2 separate regions of the Lactuca sativa genome follow, and region 1 is linked to region 2. A link is a contact called in public Hi-C data. All regions are on one chromosome and are shown on one strand. Each heading gives the region's core, a stretch centred on a gene start, on an enhancer-like site or on the middle of the called end of the contact. The rest is flanking DNA. Distances are from core to core; before and after follow the strand shown. Region 1 holds the start of LOC111910288 (auxin-responsive protein IAA27). Region 2 holds the start of LOC111910286.

Evidence for each region. A called contact is a pair of places that touch in the nucleus more often than the background predicts.
Region 1: a Hi-C map of leaf shows a contact between it and region 2, with 4 times the contacts expected there. The contact joins the promoter of LOC111910288 here to the promoter of LOC111910286 in region 2. A contact is called at or near these places in 2 of 4 Hi-C or Micro-C datasets (bud and leaf).

What each region holds. Positions count from the first base shown.
Region 1 is chr5:288,305,832-288,309,416 of Lsat_Salinas_v11, reverse strand. It overlaps LOC111910288 (auxin-responsive protein IAA27), which reads right to left and starts at 1,803. Exons shown (of 5, transcript XM_023906101.3): 1 at 1,212-1,803; 2 at 647-876; 3 at 392-533; 4 at 196-257; 5 at 1-105. The coding sequence starts at 1,660. The coding sequence ends at 59.
Region 2 is chr5:288,130,018-288,133,790 of Lsat_Salinas_v11, reverse strand. It overlaps LOC111910286, which reads left to right and starts at 2,131. Exons shown (of 6, transcript XR_002856515.3): 1 at 2,131-2,301; 2 at 2,636-3,275; 3 at 3,395-3,508; 4 at 3,650-3,773.

The sequences.
Region 1 (3,585 bases), core at 554-3,053, 180 kb before region 2:
TAAAAATAAAAATAAAAAATAAAAAAGACCCTTTTCATCTTCATGTGTCCCTCATAAGTCATACCCCCCTTATTTGGTTCTTGCTCTTCTCCATTGACCTTGGAGCTGCAATTATCAACAACCAATTCAATTGGTCAATAATACTCTAAATCAAATATGAATGAATGAATCTTTAATTCTTAACATATTACATACCTAGCCCAATTGCTTCTGACCCTTTCATGATCCTTAATCGCTTGCATGAGTCTATAAACATCCTGTAAAACAAACAAACAAACTACTATGAGCCCTTTCAAAAGTTATTGAGCCATTTTACTACTTTCACCCTATGTTTCTATTACAAAAGCTTTGCTAATTGACAACTAAAGGAAGAACAAGAACAAGAACTTACTCCCAAGGGACATCACCAACAAGCATCCAATCACCATCTTTGTCTTCATAAGTCAATACACTTTCATTGTGATGTAAAAGATCCTTGAGGTTACTTTCACAAAGACCTTCTTGCCCTCGTAGTCCATTAGAAGTACATTGACCTAATTCACAACACAAGCTAAACATCAACATAGAATTACCATTATGAAAAACAAATTGGATCTTCACAAAAGGTACAAGACACTTGAGAGAGAGAGAGAGAGAGAAAGTATACCAAGGGTAAAACGGTCAAACATTTTCTCAAGAGCCTTTGAAAGTTGGGAGTAATTTTTGCAAGTCTTGAGGTCGACCTTCCTTAAATATGGAGCACCATCCATGCTAACCTTCACATAAAGGCATCCCAAATTCTCTTCTGCAGCATTAGCATCGTCATTCTTGGAGAGGTTCGCTGTCATGGTGTTCTTCCTAAAAGATCGAATTGGTGGCCATCCTACCACCTGAGCCCTGTTATATAATCCAAACAAACTGTTTTTAAGACCAATTCATTTCATACACATTCATAAGAACATAACATCAATAAATAAATCCAAACCAGAAAACATTCCACATGCGCAAACACCCTGTAAAAATGTCGAGATGAACAACCCCACTTGATAAAAAGAGGATACAAAACAACCCTAAAATGGTTTGATTTGAATAGTTACCCTAAAAAACCACATGTCGCTTTCTATGAACCAAGAAAAAAGCATAAGAACATACAGTAAAAAAAACAAATCAGAAACTACTTAATTTTCAACATTTTAGTTGTAAATGGTAAAAGGGGTTGGATTAAAAGTTACTTGGAAGAAGGGGGAGTTCTGCTTCTGCCATTTTCAGTAGTAACAGAAGCTTTCTTCTTTTCTTCAAGAGGAAGAGGACTTGGTTGCTGTGTTTGTTTACTCTCTTTACCGGAATTAATCCCAAAAAGAACAGAAGTAGTAGAACAAGAACCCTTCACAGAATCACCTTCATATCCGCCGTTGAAACCCCATTTGCAAGAACCATCAAAATTAACATCAGAAAACCCTCTTTTAGCTCCTGACACGAAGTTCTTCACAGGGCTATTTTTGCAGGCGTTTTCCTCCAAATCTTGACCTAAACCAGGTAATCCTAGTCGCAATTCAGTGGCTTTGAGGTTAAGAGCATTGTTCTTGTCACTTTCGGATGAATGATTGGAAGATTCGGATGCTTTTTCCATTGAAGAAGGTTCTGATAACCCTATGTAATCATGTTCGAGTGGCACAGACATCACTGTTGACTAAAATCTTGTAAAATGAGAGGATCAATTGAAGAAAGTTTGAAATTGTGGAAATGGGTGGAAAGTGACTGAAGGTACAAAAAGGAAGCGGAGGAGAATGGAGGGTCTTTGTTAGACCTGTGCAGAAATGAAACTCCTTCGGTATTCGAGTTGCCCTTTTATCTTTGGTATATTCACTAAAATAATTAAAATACGGATAATGTTCTTTCTATAAATATCATTAAAAATAATATGATTTTTATTAACAAATATCTCAAAATTTACAAAATTACTTGACAAATGACTCCAATGAAAATTTGCAGAAGCTTTTTTTTTCATTTAACTCCACCGTTTTAGGTTATATTTGATGTCATGTGTAACTTATTTTTTAACTTTTTTAGATTACTAATTGATAAGTTGGTTTTCTTATTTTAAATCTATTCGATATAACTTTTCAACTAATGTAGAGTTTAATCACTAAAAAGAAATGTAATTTAATTATTTATATAAAAAACTAGGTGTGAAACTCGTATATTATACGGGTTGACTTAAAAAAGATTAAACATTAAAGTGTAAACACAAAATATTTTTTAATGTACAACTTTAAAATAAAAAAAAAATAAACGTATTTATTGCAATTTAATATCATATATATAATATTTAATACTTTATATATATAAGCATATGACTTTAATTTTAAAAATTGAAACAAACCAAAAATTGACAAGTGGATAATATTTCTTTCAAAAATACCACAAAATGATAAGTGTCAAAACTAATGAGAGATTGACATGTGGCAAAAAAACATTCATTTATTAAGAAGGATTATAGAATTTTTAAAAATTCTCTCATATATCATTTATTAATTAACTATAACAACTATTTTTATATGTCTTTATTTTATATTTTTCAAGTAGCCTATCAAGTAGTTTTTACCAAACGTTATTTTTCATTAGCTATTAATTATTTTTTCGGCTCTTAGTTACTTTTTCAGCTATCAGTTAACTTTCAACAGCAGACTAGTTTTGCTTCTTAAACTTGGTCACAATAAAATCGAACTATTTGATCGTTTAACCACTAAATTAATAGTTGTGTTCAAATCAAGGGATTAATGGTATGATCATGATGCTAGTCATATTAGGAATTAGTGAATAATGAATAAATATTGATTGCACTCAGTAGTTATCCAGTGTTTTGAGATGAAATCTAGCATAAACCAAAGTACCTAAAGAGATTTGTCTTCAGTCAGTTTATCGAGATTTGTTGTTTAATTGTTTATTTGATATTTAATTCCATAAAACCCTTCTTACTGTTTTTGTGTGTTTAGTGTAACTTATAATCAAAAACTGTAAATTAATTCACCATCGTTTCCCTTGTGTTCGACACCTAGTCTTACTACAACTATACTATTGCACGATTAGGTACACTATCTAGTGTTTATTAGTCTGGTTGCCATAAAATTAGTTTTAGAAAATTAAAACTTGAGCAATTAGAATATAGGGTTTAGATCATTTTTGGTCACTTAACTTTTGGTTTTGTGCTTATTTGGTCACTTAACTCTTTTTAAGTTTTAAAAGGTCATCAAATTTTTTGCTTTGTGCTCATTTATTCACTTAACTTTTTGTGTGATCATTAAACTTTTGGATTTGTGCTCATTTAGTCACTTAACTTTTTGTGTGATCACTAAACTTTTGGATTTGTGCTCATTTAGTCCCCTAACTTTTAAAATTGTGCTCATTTAGTCACTAAACTTTTAAAAAGTTAGGTGACCACTGTAACACCGTGAAAATTTACAACCAATTTAAACTTTTCAAAAACAACTCATATTCATTAAGTTATTACAAAAAGGTTTTCAATTCATTTATTATCAGAGTATCCCAGAAACATCAACATAAAACTGAGGATCGGTACGATCACGCCTTCGCCTTGCCACGGTC
Region 2 (3,773 bases), core at 882-3,381:
ACTCCACTTAGGTATGAGGGAGTGGGTTCGGTAGAGGGTGCACTTCCTTGCCACATCAGCATGGAACACCGCCCCCTCCCTGTGGTAGAGACCGCAGTGTGGCACTCTAAGGGAGTGCTCGTCTCTTCCGAATCTCATTCTAATTAAGCTGTGATTAGCCAAATTTTTTTTAAAAAATGTTTTTTTTAAACCTTTTAAATTGAGTGTGACACCACTCCTTGGGTGTAACATGAAACTACACTTTTGTGATAATTGCTTATGTGTCGCCATCGGGGTAGTAAATGGAGTGCAACTTTTGTTGCACCACTCCCTCTAGCCTTAGACACTGACATGCTTAACCATAATGCTCTTTGTTTTTCCTCTTTATTGAAATGTTCTTTCTATTCCCTCCACCCCCTTCCATTATTTGGACAACCACCCAAAAACCACCGTACACCCATCCTTATCAACAAACTCAATTCCACCTTTGCATCCATGTGTTGTTCCAACTGAAGTTATAAACATATCTTTTTACTAATGTCAAGAATAAAATAAATAAAGTGGAAGTAGGTATTCTATTTTTTTAATCGACAATAGATCAAACACTTGGAATGCATAACCAAAATATAAAAACCATCTACATATACACACCTAATTGATGTGAAGCTAAACAAATCATACATCATGGGGATAGAGTTCCAATAATCCAATAGTAGCCATGAAAGGCTTTATGTCTATTTAAAATACCCTAATGCATCTACATATAAACTAAGGAATTCATAACCTAAAAACAAAAATACTACTTATAATCAATACATATTAAAGAATAACCATGTTTCCTGTAGCACAATATATTATTAGAAACAAGAGAATGTCCTAGTCATGGTATGATTAAGACATGCACAAAGAAGAAGATACCATATTTAAAAGAAACTTGGTTTAATTTGATTATGTTTCGGTTAGCCTGTGATAAAATTAAAATGGCGGTGGTGGTGATCGACAGGTGGGCGATGGTCGTAGTGGTAATCAACGACAACATATAAATGGACGATGGTCATGCTTTTGTTCCCCCCGAAGAAAAACAAAAACGGTGGTAACTAAAGTGAAACGATCGATAAAGTAGGAGGCTTCTGATAACCAAAATACTTCTTGGGACCATTTAAAACTAAAAAGCAAGTCTTTGTAATGGGTTTGATGACAAAAACCCTAAAATATAAAGTATAACATGTTTTGAAAAATAAAATGAAAGATGAAATAGAGTGATGTGACACTAACGTGATAATAAAAAATAAAAGATGAAATTTGACCGTAACACATAGTCTTATAAATGTTATGATAAATACTTGTACAATTTGAACGTTGTGTGAACTCTATACGGAAAATAGTTGTTTGATCACTTAGTTTTAGTAGTGGATGCTACTATATTAATGATAGCAAGAAACATATATGATTGTATCATCGATTAAAGTTATATATGTTTGACATACCACCCCTTTTTCCCTCCCCCATTCCTTTACGCATCGTTCCCGAGTTTAACAAAAGAAAAGAAGAGAAAAGAAAAGAAAGTCACGAGAGAAAAGAAGCAAAAGGAAAAGAAAACAAAATTTTCTTTCGTGTTCCCGAGTTGGAGAGAAGTGGAAGTAAAATGAATCATTTTGTTATTTCTTTCTAAATCCTCCCAAATCGGAAAGAAAGTTAGGAGAGAAAGTGATCATCCCAATTCCCTCCACTTCCTTCTACTTCCCTCCTTTAATGAAACTCGGGAACATCAATCTCTTTTATTTTCTTCTCATTTCTACTCATTTTCTTTCATTTCTCTCGTTAAGTTGAACTCGGGAACCGGGTGAAGAAGAAACTTTTGAGTTAAATTGCCAAGGATCTCAAAAGCTAGTCAATCAATGATAAACTAATTGATAAGCTAACTCGATGACATATAGCTCTAAAATATCGCTAACAATAAGTTAGATATGCCATTTCATCCATGCTATTAGTTCCTGAGCATTTTACTTTAAATTTTGCATTTTATGATATTTTTTTGATATCACTATCTTATGATAAAAGTTTAAATTACTGATTAAAACTTAAAAATGAATATCACAGTTTGCATCCATAAAGTTGCAATAATAGTTTGGTCAAACATAAGAGTCAAAGCCAACACAAAAGAGGAGAAGTGAGTCACTTGAGCTTATCAACTTGCCCAGAATCTGGGAACCATCCCTCTTATCCCCAAAATCTAAAATAGAAATTTGTGCTCTCACAAACTTTGTCGCCGCTGTCCGGCCACCGCCACCGCCACCGCCCTGCTGTTGCTTGAGTCTTGAGGTTTGACTTGTTATTTCTTTTCTTTTTCATTTCGCTATTTCGCTAGTTCGGCTTGAGCATTTCATGAATTGTTTATGTTGCTTACTGTTATAGTACTTCTGGTAATTATCAGTTGTTATTAGTGAATATTTTGTTAAGCTTTGTTAATGGGACTGGGAGAATATTTTAGTTAGGGTTGTTCATCGTTAATTGTTAATCGCTAGTAGTACTCATTTTGATAGGGTTTGTTGAAAATCTAAATTTAATTTTTAGAGAATTATGGTTTAAGTTAGTTGTTCATTGTTGATCGTTAATTGTGAACAATTACAAGCTAATTGATCAATTAATTTGCTAGTGAAAAAATGAAAAGGAAAGCATCAGGAACTGGAACATCTTCAAGTGTAAATGAGTCCAATGATATCCCTCCTCCTAGCTCTTCCCCTACGATGCTAACTGAAGCTGATTTGAATGATCTGCCATGGGATCCATCTGAGAGAAAAAGAATTTCAGAGTATCACCCTGATCAAAGAGACGAGATAAGAAAACAATATCTAATTAAAGGACCTTGTCAACCACGTGGACATACATTTCCATGGAGAATAATAGGAAACAAGAAAAGACGTTTCAATCCAGCTTGGTTTAATCAATTTAGTGATTGGTTGGAGTACAGTGTGAAAGTAGATAAAGCCTTTTGCTTGTGTTGTTACCTGTTTAAAGACCATGTTTCAAAACAAGGTGGATGTGATACTTTTGTGACAGAAGGATTTAATAGTTGGAATAAAACTGAGAGACTTAGTCTTCATATGGGTAGTGCTAACAGCTTACACAATAAAGCACTTAAGAAATGTGAAGAGTTTATGAAACAAGATGACTCTATTGCTGTTGCCATTCAGAACAAAAACAATTTTGTCAAGAATGGGTATCAAATTCAATCAAGTCCTTCTAAATCCACTACTACTCGCAACAATACAGCTCTTCTTGTAATCGATATGCAGGTATCCTTTTCTCCTTTCACTCTAACTCTCTCACACACACACACATGCTTCTTTATGCATTTGTGTTTGATAATTACAATTTACATTTTTTTAACAATGTTTTTTTTTCTTCATTCTAGAATGATTTTGTGTTGGAGGATGCGCCATTGCGTGTTGATGGTGGCCTTGCTATAGTTCCTAATGTTGTTAAGGCAGTTGAGGTTGCTAGACAACAAGGCTTCCTTGTTGTTTGGGTACTTTTCTATATAAATATATCATTTTTCTCATTCTTTTTAAAAGGGGTTGTTTCTTTGAGTTAATGAGCTTATGTGTTAAACACTTAATCTGGTTGTTTTTTTTTTTTGACTTAATCTCTACAGAATGACTTAATGTAGGTTGTAAGGGAGCATGACCCAATGGGAAGAGATGTTGAGGTGTTCAGAAGGCATTTATATGGTGATGGAAAAGCAAAGCCTACTTCAAAAGGGAGCAAAGGGGCAGAGCTTGTTGATGGTCTTA